Linked DNA regions of Hordeum vulgare: all the other regions are linked to region 1. Evidence: chromatin contacts called from public Hi-C data. All regions are on one chromosome and are shown on one strand. Each heading gives the region's core, a stretch centred on a gene start, on an enhancer-like site or on the middle of the called end of the contact. The rest is flanking DNA. Distances are from core to core; before and after follow the strand shown. Region 1 holds the start of LOC123425869 (polyhomeotic-proximal chromatin protein). Region 2 holds the start of LOC123425872 (60S ribosomal protein L36a-like). Region 3 holds the start of LOC123425865 (succinate dehydrogenase subunit 3-2, mitochondrial-like).

The links. Hi-C and Micro-C count contacts between places; a contact is called where the count stands out from the background.
Region 2: a contact with region 1 is called in a Hi-C map of seedling, with 4 times the contacts expected there. The contact joins the promoter of LOC123425872 here to the promoter of LOC123425869 in region 1. A contact is called at or near these places in 3 of 6 Hi-C or Micro-C datasets (leaf and seedling).
Region 3: a contact with region 1 is called in a Hi-C map of seedling, with 3 times the contacts expected there. The contact joins the promoter of LOC123425865 here to the promoter of LOC123425869 in region 1. A contact is called at or near these places in 2 of 6 Hi-C or Micro-C datasets (leaf and seedling).

What each region holds. Positions count from the first base shown.
Region 1 is chr2H:206,716,137-206,720,093 of MorexV3_pseudomolecules_assembly, forward strand. It overlaps LOC123425869 (polyhomeotic-proximal chromatin protein), which reads left to right and starts at 2,600. Exons shown (of 11, transcript XM_045109614.1): 1 at 2,600-2,766; 2 at 3,369-3,466; 3 at 3,651-3,880. The coding sequence starts at 2,670.
Region 2 is chr2H:207,507,259-207,511,347 of MorexV3_pseudomolecules_assembly, forward strand. LOC123425872 (60S ribosomal protein L36a-like) reads left to right here and starts at 2,190. Exons shown (of 4, transcript XM_045109620.1): 1 at 2,190-2,360; 2 at 3,410-3,589; 3 at 3,778-3,852; 4 at 3,941-4,089. The coding sequence starts at 2,205. The coding sequence ends at 4,000. LOC123433709 (a small nucleolar RNA gene) reads left to right here and starts at 3,164; the gene lies at 3,164-3,235.
Region 3 is chr2H:205,909,512-205,913,789 of MorexV3_pseudomolecules_assembly, forward strand. LOC123425865 (succinate dehydrogenase subunit 3-2, mitochondrial-like) reads left to right here and starts at 2,232. Exons shown (of 3, transcript XM_045109609.1): 1 at 2,232-2,372; 2 at 3,560-3,625; 3 at 4,090-4,278. The coding sequence starts at 3,562.

The DNA.
Region 1 (3,957 bases), core at 1,350-3,849:
CCCAAGTGCATGTTGTATAGTACAATGTCTAATCCGTTACTTATCTGAAGTAGTTCTGTAGCGATGAACACAACAACAATATAACTCCAATACATAACGTGAATGCGAAGATCCGAGCTACTCAGATACTACTATAATTACGAAAATGGAATAGTTCCAACAATAGTGCCTAAACGAAAACTTATGATACTATCTGAAACTAAATCCTGGTGAGTGTGAACCAAATTTTGCTGGAAAAAAATCAATTGGGCTCCGCAATGCGGAAAAATGTTCGCATGGCAGATAGCTTTCGAAAAGTAGTTTTCATTTTAAATGAGTATACTTTAATATTATATAGGTATATAAATACTACATACCAGCACATGAAATGAGTTTTGGCTCCGGAGCATGTGAAGGAACAAATGTCTCAGAATTGATTCAAGAGCCCGCTCCATATGAATCGTAGTTAGATTACTAGCCTGGTCATGCAAAAGAAAAACTGAAACTGGCATTACATGAGGAATTGTTGCAAAAATAGGAAAGATTATAAATGAGAAGAATCCAGAATTTGCAGCTACAACCTATCAACGTTTATAGCCAACGATGCTTGACCAAAGACCAATGATATCATAATGCCTCACTTCTTTTGTGTACATTGATTGCACATTTGCACTGTTGCTGCATCAAACCTGAAAGACACAATTACGACGATACTACATAGCAAATAGTATGCCAACGTTTGACTATAGAACTGAATACAATGATTATGAGATGCAAATACATGGGAATGGAGGATCCTCATGAACTGCCTAGTAACAGATGGTGTCCGGGTGTCTTTAGTAACAGATGTAGTAGTTCATAACCAGCCAATGGACAATACCTGATAACATCACGATAGAACATTAACGTAGGCACCGACAAGGAAACCACAAGGACATTCACGGAAGAGATAGCGGTGCCAGGAATAGATCGTACACACTACCCCAAATATATGACTTGTTAGCCGGATCACCTCTTGCTCCTCCCGCAGAATTCACCTTTCCTTCTATGTTTCTCCATCTTATCCCTTCAATACAAATAACCGCGCATCCCTGAGAGGCAATTCCTCAAACACTTAAAGGGTAGGAAAACAAACTGGCCTGGAGGAGGGTTTACTTACATGTCATCCATGCCTGGCCTGAGCGCAACGGATAGGGAATCAACGCCTTCCACACAATCACCGCGGAGGAGCTCCTTGGCTACTCACAGGACGACGATGTTGCTGACCATGATGATGGAATGGAGCGGCAACGCCTATTGCGTGAGGCTGCATATGAAGTGCCTAGCACATCGCCTTGGCAGCCGGCTGCCTGCAATTTCCAGAGAAGTGTGCATCCGAGCCTGTTGGCGATGCATCCGGCCCAGGGGAGGGGGAGGAGGCGGACGGGGAGGGGGAGGAGGAGGCGGACGACGAGGGGGAGGAGGAGGCGGGCGGGGAGGGGGAGGAGGACGCGGACGGGGAGGGGGAGTTGGACGCGGACGGGGCTGCTCCTTTGTCAGTTGGCGATGGCGACGCTGCAGGCCAGGGGAGGGGGAGGAGGAGGCGGACGGCGAGGGGGAGGGGGAGGAGGAGGCGGACGGCGAGGAGGAGGAGATGGTCTGGATTTTTCAAAAAAAAGAAAATCAAAAAATGTTCTTGTTGTTCAAATTTTCTCTCAAAATTCAAAAAATGTTCATATTTTCAAAAAACATTCGCGGTTTTGAATTTGTACAGGATTTTTTAAAATTGTTCTTAAGATTTATAATTTTTTTTGTGCTTTTAAAAACTTGTTCACGCTTTAAAAAAGCAGAAAATGTTCTTGTTGTTCAAATTTTCTCTCAAAATTCCAAATATGTTCGTGTTTCCAACTTTTGTTCCGGAATTACAAAAAATGTTCTGATTAATTTTTTTGGTAATTATGTTTTCTAATGAATTTCAAAATGTTTTTTGAAAGGTTGAAAATGAAAAAAATGTTCGTGTCTAGAAATTGTTCTCTGTTTTGAAATATGTTTCTGTTTTCAAAACAATTGTTCTTGCTTTCAAATAATGTTCAATTACAAGAAAAAAGTTTCGGGATTTCTAAAATTGTTAACATTTTTTATTGTTTCTTCGTTTCTGTAAAAATGTTCAGAATTTTAAATTATCTCTACACTTTAAAAATGTTCGTGTTTCTAAAATATATTCGTGAATTTACAAAAATATTTGACGCTTTTAGAAAATTGTTCATATTTTTTCTCAAATTAAAAAAAACAATCTATTTTCAAACATTGTTGCTCTAAAGTAAATGATGATTTTTTCGGGAAGTTTGGGTTTTCAGGTTTGTTGCATCACAGTACGGACGCTACAGTACGTACACGATCGCCGGCGCAGTATGGGTTCACTGCCGGACGTCAGGTGCGTATTTGACGCAGAGCTCCCCTCTCGAAGACCGACCCGGCCATTTTATTCGCGTGCCATGTGCTGGCCCCGTACCGAGCTGAAAATCGGTGACCACGGGCCGGCCTTAAGTGTTCAAAAAAAACGGGCCGGCGTTAAAAGCGCAGCCCGTATGGCGGATTCTCAATTCTCTAGTTGACAAGAGTGGTCCAGTACAGACTCGGTACCTGAACCCAACCAGACGCCGCCCTCTGAGGGTTCCGACCGCACAACCCCGCAAAAGATCCAGGACAGCATGCTAGGGCCGCCGGGGACAGTGGGCATAGAGGCGGAGCCGGAGGCTGCAGCCGCGCTCGTGGCCTTGGGGTTGGAGCCCTCTGCGTCGCAGCTCGGTGAGCACATCCCGTCTGTACATACATCCGTGGGATTACCTAATTATCTTTTGAAGGAATACGATTTGTTAAATTGATCCGGACATCTGTTAAATATGAGGCTCTTCAGAGCACCAGCTCCGTGCTAAACTAAGTTTTTTTTTGTTTGTTTGTAATTTTGCCCTATTTTTAGCTGTGCTAGCTATGACCTATGCTAACGCTGAGTATCCAGACCTAGGAATGGTGGGGATTTGGTACTAAACCTCTTTCTGGGGAGTGGCAGGCTCTTCATTTCGTTATCTCGTAGTACCATTTTATTCCTTTTGGTTGGTAACCTTTCCTGTTTAAAAATGTCAGAGAGAACCTCAAAGCACTCGGATGCTTGCGCTTCACCACTTTGAGCTCTGTAATTAGTAGGTAGTTGGAGTTTTCTTAGTGAGGCTAATTCACTTCAACATTGGTCTAGCAGGTTCTTTGTTCCTTTTTCTTCTTTCTTACACGCGGGATGCAGCTTTGAGTTATATCAGTTCAGATAGTTTCGCAAAAAAAAAGAGAAGAAGTTGATGATGGATTTGCATTTCAATAACACCCAGGACATGACTTGTTCTTTCATTCTACACCAGATGTTTTCAAGAGGAAACTTCGTTTGTTGATTGATGGAAATACAAGCGATTTCGATACATGGGTATCATTGATAAGTTCTGCAGAGGAAACTTCCGTTGTAAGTGATATTTTTATCTGGCTCTAATTAGTTTTTAGTAGTTTAGAACCACCACGCCGCACCTTTCCTATTCATTATCATATAACTTCACAAACAAAAGGGAAAATGTTTTGTTTTCAAATTTTAATGCCTTTGCTGATGTTTGTTAAGCAGCATCTCGTTGCTGATGTTTGCATTCTTCCAGAATGATATAGGGGTTATTAGCTTGGTCTACCGTACCTTCTTATTGGAATTTCCTTTGTGCTACGGCTACTGGATTAAATACGCAGCTCATAAAGCAAGGTTATGCACATATGATGATGTGGTGGGGGTTTATGAACAAGCCGTCCAAGCAGTACCTCATTGTACTGATCTTTGGGTCAGTTACTGTGGATTTGCTATGAGTGCGTATGAAGACCCTGCCCTTATTAGAAGGTAGAAAAGACACAAATGTAACCTGTGTTTCGAAGTTAAATATTTTTATTTAGACATTGAAGTAAGATTTATCCGAT
Region 2 (4,089 bases), core at 940-3,439, 790 kb after region 1:
AATATCCAATAGCGGGACCTGGATGTCCATATTGGATCCTACATATTTTACGAAGACCTTATTGGTTAAACCTCTGTGCCAAGCATTCATATAATCCCGTATACCATTCCCTTTGTCCTTCGGTATGTTACTTGCCCGAGATTTGATCGTCGGTATCCCTATTCCTATTTCAATATCGTTACCGGCAAGTCTCTTTACTCGTTCTGTAATACAAGATCCCGTGACTAACACATTATCCACATTGCTTGCAAGGCTTATATGTGATGTTGTATTACCGAGCGGGCCCCGAGATACCTCTCCGTAACACGGAGTGACAAATCCCAGTATTGATCCATGCTAACTCAACGGACACCTTCGGAGATACCTATAGAGCACCTTTATAGTCACCTAGTAACGTTGCGACGTTTGATACACACAATGTATTCCTCCGGTGTCAGTGAGTTACATGATCTCATGGTTATAGGAATGAATACTTGACACGCCGAAAACAATAACAACAAAATGACACGATCACATGCTACGTTTATAGTTTGGGTCTTGTCCATCACATCATTCTCCTAATGATATGATCCAGTCATCAAGTGACAACACTTGCATATGGTCAGAAAACCTTAACCATCCTTGATCAACTGGCTAGTCAACTAGAGGCTTACTAGGGACATTGTTTTGTCTATATATCCACACATGTATTTATGCTTTCATTCAATACAATTATAGCATGGATAATAAACGATTATCTTGAAACAGGAAATATAATAATAACTATTTTATCATTGCCTCTAGGGCATATTTCCAACAGTGCACACATCCCATGATACCAAATGCGTCTTTCTCTTACCTCTCTTGCTTCCCCACCAGAACTGGCGGATGACTAAAGTTATACTATCACAACCCCCCCCCCTCGATAACCGGAAGCAAGCCATAGAATAAATTGGTATTGCCTGAGCAACCACCTTGATAAGAACTTCCTTTCCCGCATATGATAATAGCTTCTCCATCCATCCTTTCACTTTCTCCCATATTGTGTATCTCAGATACTTAAAAGTCCCATTTTTTGGATGCCCCACATCAGTTGGCATCCCCAAATGTTTCTAGCTGAGTTGCTCACTATGGACATTAAGTGTTCCCTTTATACCATCACGTATAGCCTAGGGACACCCTTTCCTGAAATAAATCAAGGATTTGCCATTGTTTACCTTCTGCCCTGAAGCGTTACAGCAAGTTTCCAACAAGTTTGACACAACCACTGCACCCTCATTACTAGCCTTGAAAAGCAGAAGGTTGTCATCAACGAATAGAAGATGGTTAACAACCAGAGCTGTCGGTGTCACCTTTACTCCAACAAAACTCGATGAGTGAGAACTATTTGTTAAGAGGCATGAGAGGCCCTCCGCTGCGATCAAGAAGAGATAAGGGGGGATCGGATCTCCTTGCGAGATTAAACCGTCCAAGTTTCTCCCCGTTGAACAAAACTGAGAACGAAATAAAACATACCCATTACCGTGTTTACCCATGATTGCGCGAATTCCAATTTTTCCATAATTTCTTCAAGATGGCCCCACTCAAGCGTGTCGTAGGCTTTCATCATATCCAACTTCAAAGCACACTGACTGTTTGTCTTTGATCTACTTTTCTTCATAAAATGTAAACATTCACATGCATTTATAATATTGTCCGTAATGAGCCTCCCTCGGACGAAGGCCGTCTGTTCCTGTGAGATAATGTGAGGGAGGATTTGCTTCAACCTGTTTGCCACCACTTTTGAGGCTATCTTGTACAAAACATTAACAAACTAATATGCCTGAATTGAGTGAGAAGGGTAGGGTTCATCACCTTAGGAATCAAGATCAAGAAAGTATCATTAGTGCACTCAAGGCTCTCCTCCCCTCTTACTATTCTTAGTACCACCTTTGTTACCTCTTCCCACAAACGTCCCAACGCCGCTGGTAGAAATGTGCAGGAAGCCCATGTGTGAGCGAGTTTGACAATGCTTTGATCATATTTTTCTTTCTCTCATGCTCGCGCGCATGTGAAAAAATTTAGTGTTCCTTTGCCCTTCACCTAGCCAATTAATTCTCGAACGCTGTCACACTCCTCTACCCATTCGTCTGAGCAAGCCCAGCCCATCCCTTATTGGCCCACCACCAGCCCTGACCAAAGCGCAAGCATTCAGGCCGAGTATTCATAAAGTGGCATTCAGGCCCATGAAGGAAGCGACGGTCTCGCGACTCGCAAACCCTAGCTCGCGACAGCACAGGGCCACAAAACCACACCCCTCTCCCTCCCCGCCGCCACTTGCCGCAACTCCTCCACCAGAAAGAGAAGCACGCCGGAGCTCCATCTCCTCGGCCGTCAAAATGGTAGGCGTTTCATTCCTCTCCATCGCCCCGAAAGCTCAATCTCGTGTCATACACGTGCCAATCCATGCTGTTTCCCCTGCTTTGATTTGCTTGCTGCGTGGGTTTTTCGTGGTGGTCTGTTCGTAGATTGATAGCTGCTAGATTTCGCGCTGTATGAGTGGTTCCTTTCGAGCGCTTTGACGTGTAGGGTTGATGCTAGCGTATGAAACTCAAGCGCTGGTGTATTCACGTGGACTAATTGATTAGTTCTTCAGTTTTAGGGTTTCTTTGATCAAGTTTCCGAGTTATAGATCTCTGAACAATGTACTGCTAGTTCTTGATTCCTCATCAGACATGTAAACTGTTGTACTGGTTATATCAGGCCGGCGCTCTCTTGGTTTGAGATGAAATCAATAGATCTTCGTGTCAGAAACAAATCTAATTTCGTCTTTCCTCCGTATTGATGTACTATAGTTTGTATTCATGCATCTTTAATTGTGTGTAACCTTGTGAAGCGACCTTGTCGAGGCTGTGCTTCACGCAACTCCATATTTCATGATACTACTAAAACCTGATGAGTAAAACTGGAGTTTTCTTCAATAGAAATTGATGAGTATGCTCTACTGAGCTAACCTACAGCTGGTCTTACAGGTCCATTGTTTGCATGCTTTCCCTCAGCAGATAACCATTTGTCATTAATTCCGTCTAGTGTTTCACCTTAACTTGGCATGCTTCTCTCTTGCCAAGTGATATATCATCTTCTTATGTTACTTATGCTGCAATTTCAAATCTTATTGTTTAATATTTCATATTGAATTTGGGGGTCCTACGATGACATGTAATCTTTGAGACCTGATTATCCTTTTGATGACAACCATAAGCATGTTTCAGAGGACCTAATTGAAGTTTGTACTATAGGTTTTCTGAGTATTTTTTAACATTCCTGCACTTGTTTCTTGATCTCAATTGTTTCTTGAGCTTTTATTTATTTATTGCATTGCCATCCTAGCATGTATCCAGTTTCATGCAAAACATATTCTAATACTAGTTTTGTTGCAAATGCTATTTAGGTGAACGTTCCGAAGACCAAGAAGACCTACTGCAAAAACAAGGAGTGCAAGAAGCACACACTTCACAAGGTCACTCAGTACAAAAAGGGTAAGGACAGTCTGTCTGCCCAGGGAAAACGTCGTTATGACAGGAAGCAGTCGGGATATGGTGGTCAGACCAAGCCTGTCTTCCACAAGAAGGTATTGCAGCATTGGTTCTTGTGATTGCCTATTGACCTGCAAACATGATCTATGTGCTTCACTACAGTTTGTCTGATTTGTCTACCAATTCATTGCCATGTACTTATGGTGTGCCTAATCCTGTCTAGTGTATTGTCTGATAAAGATTAAAAGCACCTGTGCAATGCTAAAGTTGTGACGTTTTTTAGGCAAAAACCACCAAGAAGATTGTGCTGAAGCTGCAGTGCCAGAGCTGCAAGCACTACTCCCAGCGTGCCATCAAGGTTTGTTCCTTTTCTCCTGATGAAACGGACATTTTTCTTTTCATTTTGCTGTGTTGCTCAGTCTTCTCCTATTCCTCTATCTATGCAGAGATGCAAGCATTTTGAGATCGGTGGAGACAAGAAGGGCAAGGGGACATCTCTTTTCTAAACTGCGCTCACCTATCTGGAGTGGTGGTGGTCAAGAACTAGTACTACTTGTGTTAAGGGTTTGTTGTTAGGAGCTAAATTAATCAGACC
Region 3 (4,278 bases), core at 982-3,481, 810 kb before region 1:
GTGATCTTTAAAAGAAGTACTCGCTAATTAGTGATTTTTCCCGAAGCTTATCTTGGACTCGCTCGAGACATCGAGAGGCTTCACATAGACGCATCACACAGGGCCAACACCTCTGTTTCTCCACCGCAACCCTAGCTGCTGTTGGTTGCGGGCCTGCGTGCTTGCGCGAATAGGTCCTGCACGCCAGCGATACGTGATTCCCCTGCCCCGATGTCCATCGGCCTAACGCAGTCATGGGCTAGCGGCCTTCAGTCCTGCATGCCGGCTGCCCGATTCCAATGCAGGGTCCTTTCCTCCTACCATTCCCTCAGATCTACGCTTGTTTGGGTTGATTCCTGTTAGGCTGTTCGTGTTTTCTTGCCCATAATTTGACTGCTTATTTCTTCCTCCTAGCCAATATCGGGTCCCTCGGGCATAACCGAGAACCGGACTTAATTTTCGGTCAATCAAAGTCCCGGGTAATGATTTTTGTGAAGACCGATCGGTTAAGAAAACCAGGGAACCGAATTTTAAATTAAACCGAAGCACCGAACCGATATCTTTGGTCTAACGGAGGACAAAATCATTGTTTCGACCTTACCAATAAAGTATGACACAACATGAAATCCGACTGAAACTATTTCACAATCTGACTCTTTTGGCAACGCGAGAGACTGTGACGTTTCTTCTCCACATAGAAACGTCAAGCGAGTTTGTGTTGCCGCTCCACGTGAAAACGCCGAGGTCGCTCGCGTTGCATCCCCATATGAAAACACCATACTCTTTGACATTTGAAGCTTCTCTGGTAACGCCAGAGGCTTTGGTGTTTCTTTCCTAGATATTTAAGTGGCCGTGGGGCTCGTTGACGTGGCAGGCTAGAAACTCCAAGGACCATGACGTTTCTGCACCGTCAAGGATCTCTTTACTTTACTGTAGCCGGAACCAATATTATACACTAATCACTTTACTCCTTGACCTAAGAGCGCTGCCAAGGATTAATCATGTCGGTCAGAAGAACCCAACTATCTTGCATGTCTTACCAAGCAGGCAAGAAGAACTCAACCATGAATGACATAAACAGACGTCACTGCTGCTTCAAATAGATATCTCCCTTTATAGGCCACCTCCACACCACAGATGAGAAACAAAACTTACAGGACACCAAAGGAAACAGAGCGAAGGAAAAACTTTGCTCCAGCTACTCTTGACTTTTCACACATGAGTTGCCTATGCACATGCACATAAACACACAACCTTCAATCTAGTCCCAACCCCAAGCAACATGAGGAGCCCTGCCCTAGCTGCATAACAATCCACTATCCACATCCCTTGTGGTTGTGGGACAAAGAGGTACACCTACACCTCCACAACCCATGCTGTCGTGTTAGCCCCTCACCATGATTGCCTGCCAGTCACCTTTCTTCTTCTAATGATTGTCCCTCCAACGTGTCGGCTCTTCATTTTCCGCATGCGTTTAGGATGATCGGTGCCGCGAACAAGAAGTTTTTGGCTGCACACGCCCAGGAAGTTGTTCTCCTCCTCGAGCGAAAGATCGCTGATGCAGAGTTCCAGAGAAGCTTCAAACTTCAAAGACGTTTTCATATGGGGATGCAACACGAGTGGCCTCGACGTTTTTATATGAAGCAGGAATACAAACTGACTCGGCGTTTCTATGTGAAAAAGAAATCCCACGGTCTCTGGATTTATCAAAAAAAAGATTGTGAAATAGATTTAGGTCCTGTTTGAAACCACAATAGATTATGATCATTTGGATTATGAAGATAGATTATATAATTTGGTTTATAAAAATAATCTATGTGAGCATGTTTGAAGGCCAGATTATATAAACTATAATTCAGGTTTTACATTGCATAATGACCTGTGCACCCTCTGTTTTTTTTAAAAGAGGAGGGTGACAGCGGTAGGCATGTAATTATCTTCAACTTTACAAGGGTAATGGGTCATTAGCAATCAATAATCTGATTTTAGCTGGTGTAGAGTAAATTATGAGTTTTTAATAATCTGTACATCTAGTTTTTATAATCTACACCATAATCTATCCTATTTAAAGATATAATAAATTATAAAAACTGAATTATATAATTTGGATGGTTCAAACAGGCCTTAGTCGGAGTTTATTTTGTGCTATGACTTTCCTGGTCAAAACAGTGATTTCGTCGTCTAACGGAATGCCGAGGCGGCCAGGCCCACCAATTGTCTTCACTCTTAAGCCCAGCCATCTATCTTGCCTCCCCATCGTGCATCTTCCTTCGTCCAGGCGGTACGGAAGGGAAGCCCAAGAGGGAAAGCAGGCGCCGTCTCCGTCGCCGTCGTCCCCAAATCTTCACCGAGCTTCCGCTGCGCTCTCGCCCCGCGCGGCAACGCGGAGGAAGGTATGGATCTTCCATTCTCTGCCTCCCTTGTTTTTATTGGTTTCTTCTGCCTGCCTGTGATCCTCGTTTCGGTACATGTACGTGGATTTCTTCTTCATAGCGTTGCTCCCTCCCCAATCCCCATCCAACGAATCAACCTTCTTCTTCTCCTCGTAGCAGAGGCGGCCGCTTAGGGTTAGAGAACTCGTCAAGTGATCGCTCCACCCCTTCCCTCCCTACCCCAGATCGCCTCCCTCCGCGACTGCCCCCGGCGAACTCGCCGCTCCGCCCGAGGACCAGATCGTCGCCCCGTCTCTGAACCCTGCCTCAGTTCGTTGCTCACCGCCGTCCTGACCTGACCAGACGGCGCCGATCCACGTCGGCAACCACTTCCCTCCGCTTGCCGGTCTGGACAGATCTGCACATCCCCCGCCCCCACCCCTCTTTCAGAAGTAGGGTCATCCGGCAGCACCATAAGGTTTCTTCAGTGGCCTTTTCTGTGTGGATACGACAAGAATTTCTACGGTGATTTCATGTCTATGTATAATGAGCCAAACCTATGAAGCGGTCAGTAATTTTGCGAATTGGTTGATGGTAGATGGTGAAATTCTATTATGTGATGTGTTTATTTCAGTTGCGTGTGTGTTGTACTGAATTCTCGATTGAGGCAATTTAGATGTTTAGTATAATGCTGGTAACAAATTGAGAGGATTTTTTGCAAAACTGTGTAGTTAGTGGATTACTAATTTCTTGTTGGTCTAGTGGATGCTGAGCTTTATGTTTTTGTATTTCTTGGTCTTACTTGTGAATCTGCCAGTCCAAAGCAAGAATTTCATCTACAGTATTAAACACCAAACAAAGTAGTCTAGGGGTATTTAAGACTCCCCACCATTCATCATACACAGAAATTTGTATCCATAAGTCTTTCCAAACAGGCGATCACTAATTTCACTACCTTATTTTCGCTCTAGCTTACCTGGACAGCTGACTTATCGCACCCTTAATTTTGGGGTTTACTGGAAATTCGTTAAAATGCATCATTTGATCTGTTTTTCAAAATATAGAACTCAGTAGTTTCAGTTGGTATTGGTATTTAGCAGTATGGACATGAATCTGATCTTTCCGAGTTCAGTAGACAAAGTAACCGCTTTCTTTATGACCGAAGTAGACAGATGCTCATGTATTGATGTCGGTTCTTCTTTGTGCAGGAATGGACAAGTATCACAGCAACACCCGCTTTGCACCCCTGAGAGATGCTCCATTTGCTCTCCGTGGTAAGCGCTCTTGGAGGAATTTGCTATGTTATTTGTACCTCTGAATTCTGAAATAGTATGGAGATATCAAACAAATACACGACAAGTCAATTGTATAGGTTGTAGTGAGTGCACATGTGCGCCTTTCAAGTGCATCCTTGTTGTGTACTTCTGTAGGATGTGTAATGGACTAACAGCTGAGGTGCAAGCTGGAAAGAGTATTAGATATGAGTGGTTTGATTGGTGTGTTACAAGAGAGTGCATCTATATCTCATTTTTATCTGCATATGGGTTTGTAAGTCAGTTTGTTGTTTACTGAAGATCATCCATGTTTTAGTTCATAAAACTTTGACATGCAATTGCTTGTGTAAATGGTATTACGCTATTATCGACATTATTTTCATCATTATTGCTATTCTTCTCTATAACAATCTGCAGTTTACTTTCTTATTAAGGCCGGTCACATCTGTCGCCTTTATCTTCAGGTGCGGTTGGTACCCCCAACTCGTCTTTCAACAACATGGATGCCCTTAGACACTCCTCACGCATTGGGCAAGCAAAGAGCTACACATCTTCTCTGTTAGGAGCCCTGCGACAGAAGATGCCTCCATCTGGAAACCGATCCCTACATACAAGCCGTCCCCTGTCGGCTCCTGTTGCGAACCGCCCACTGT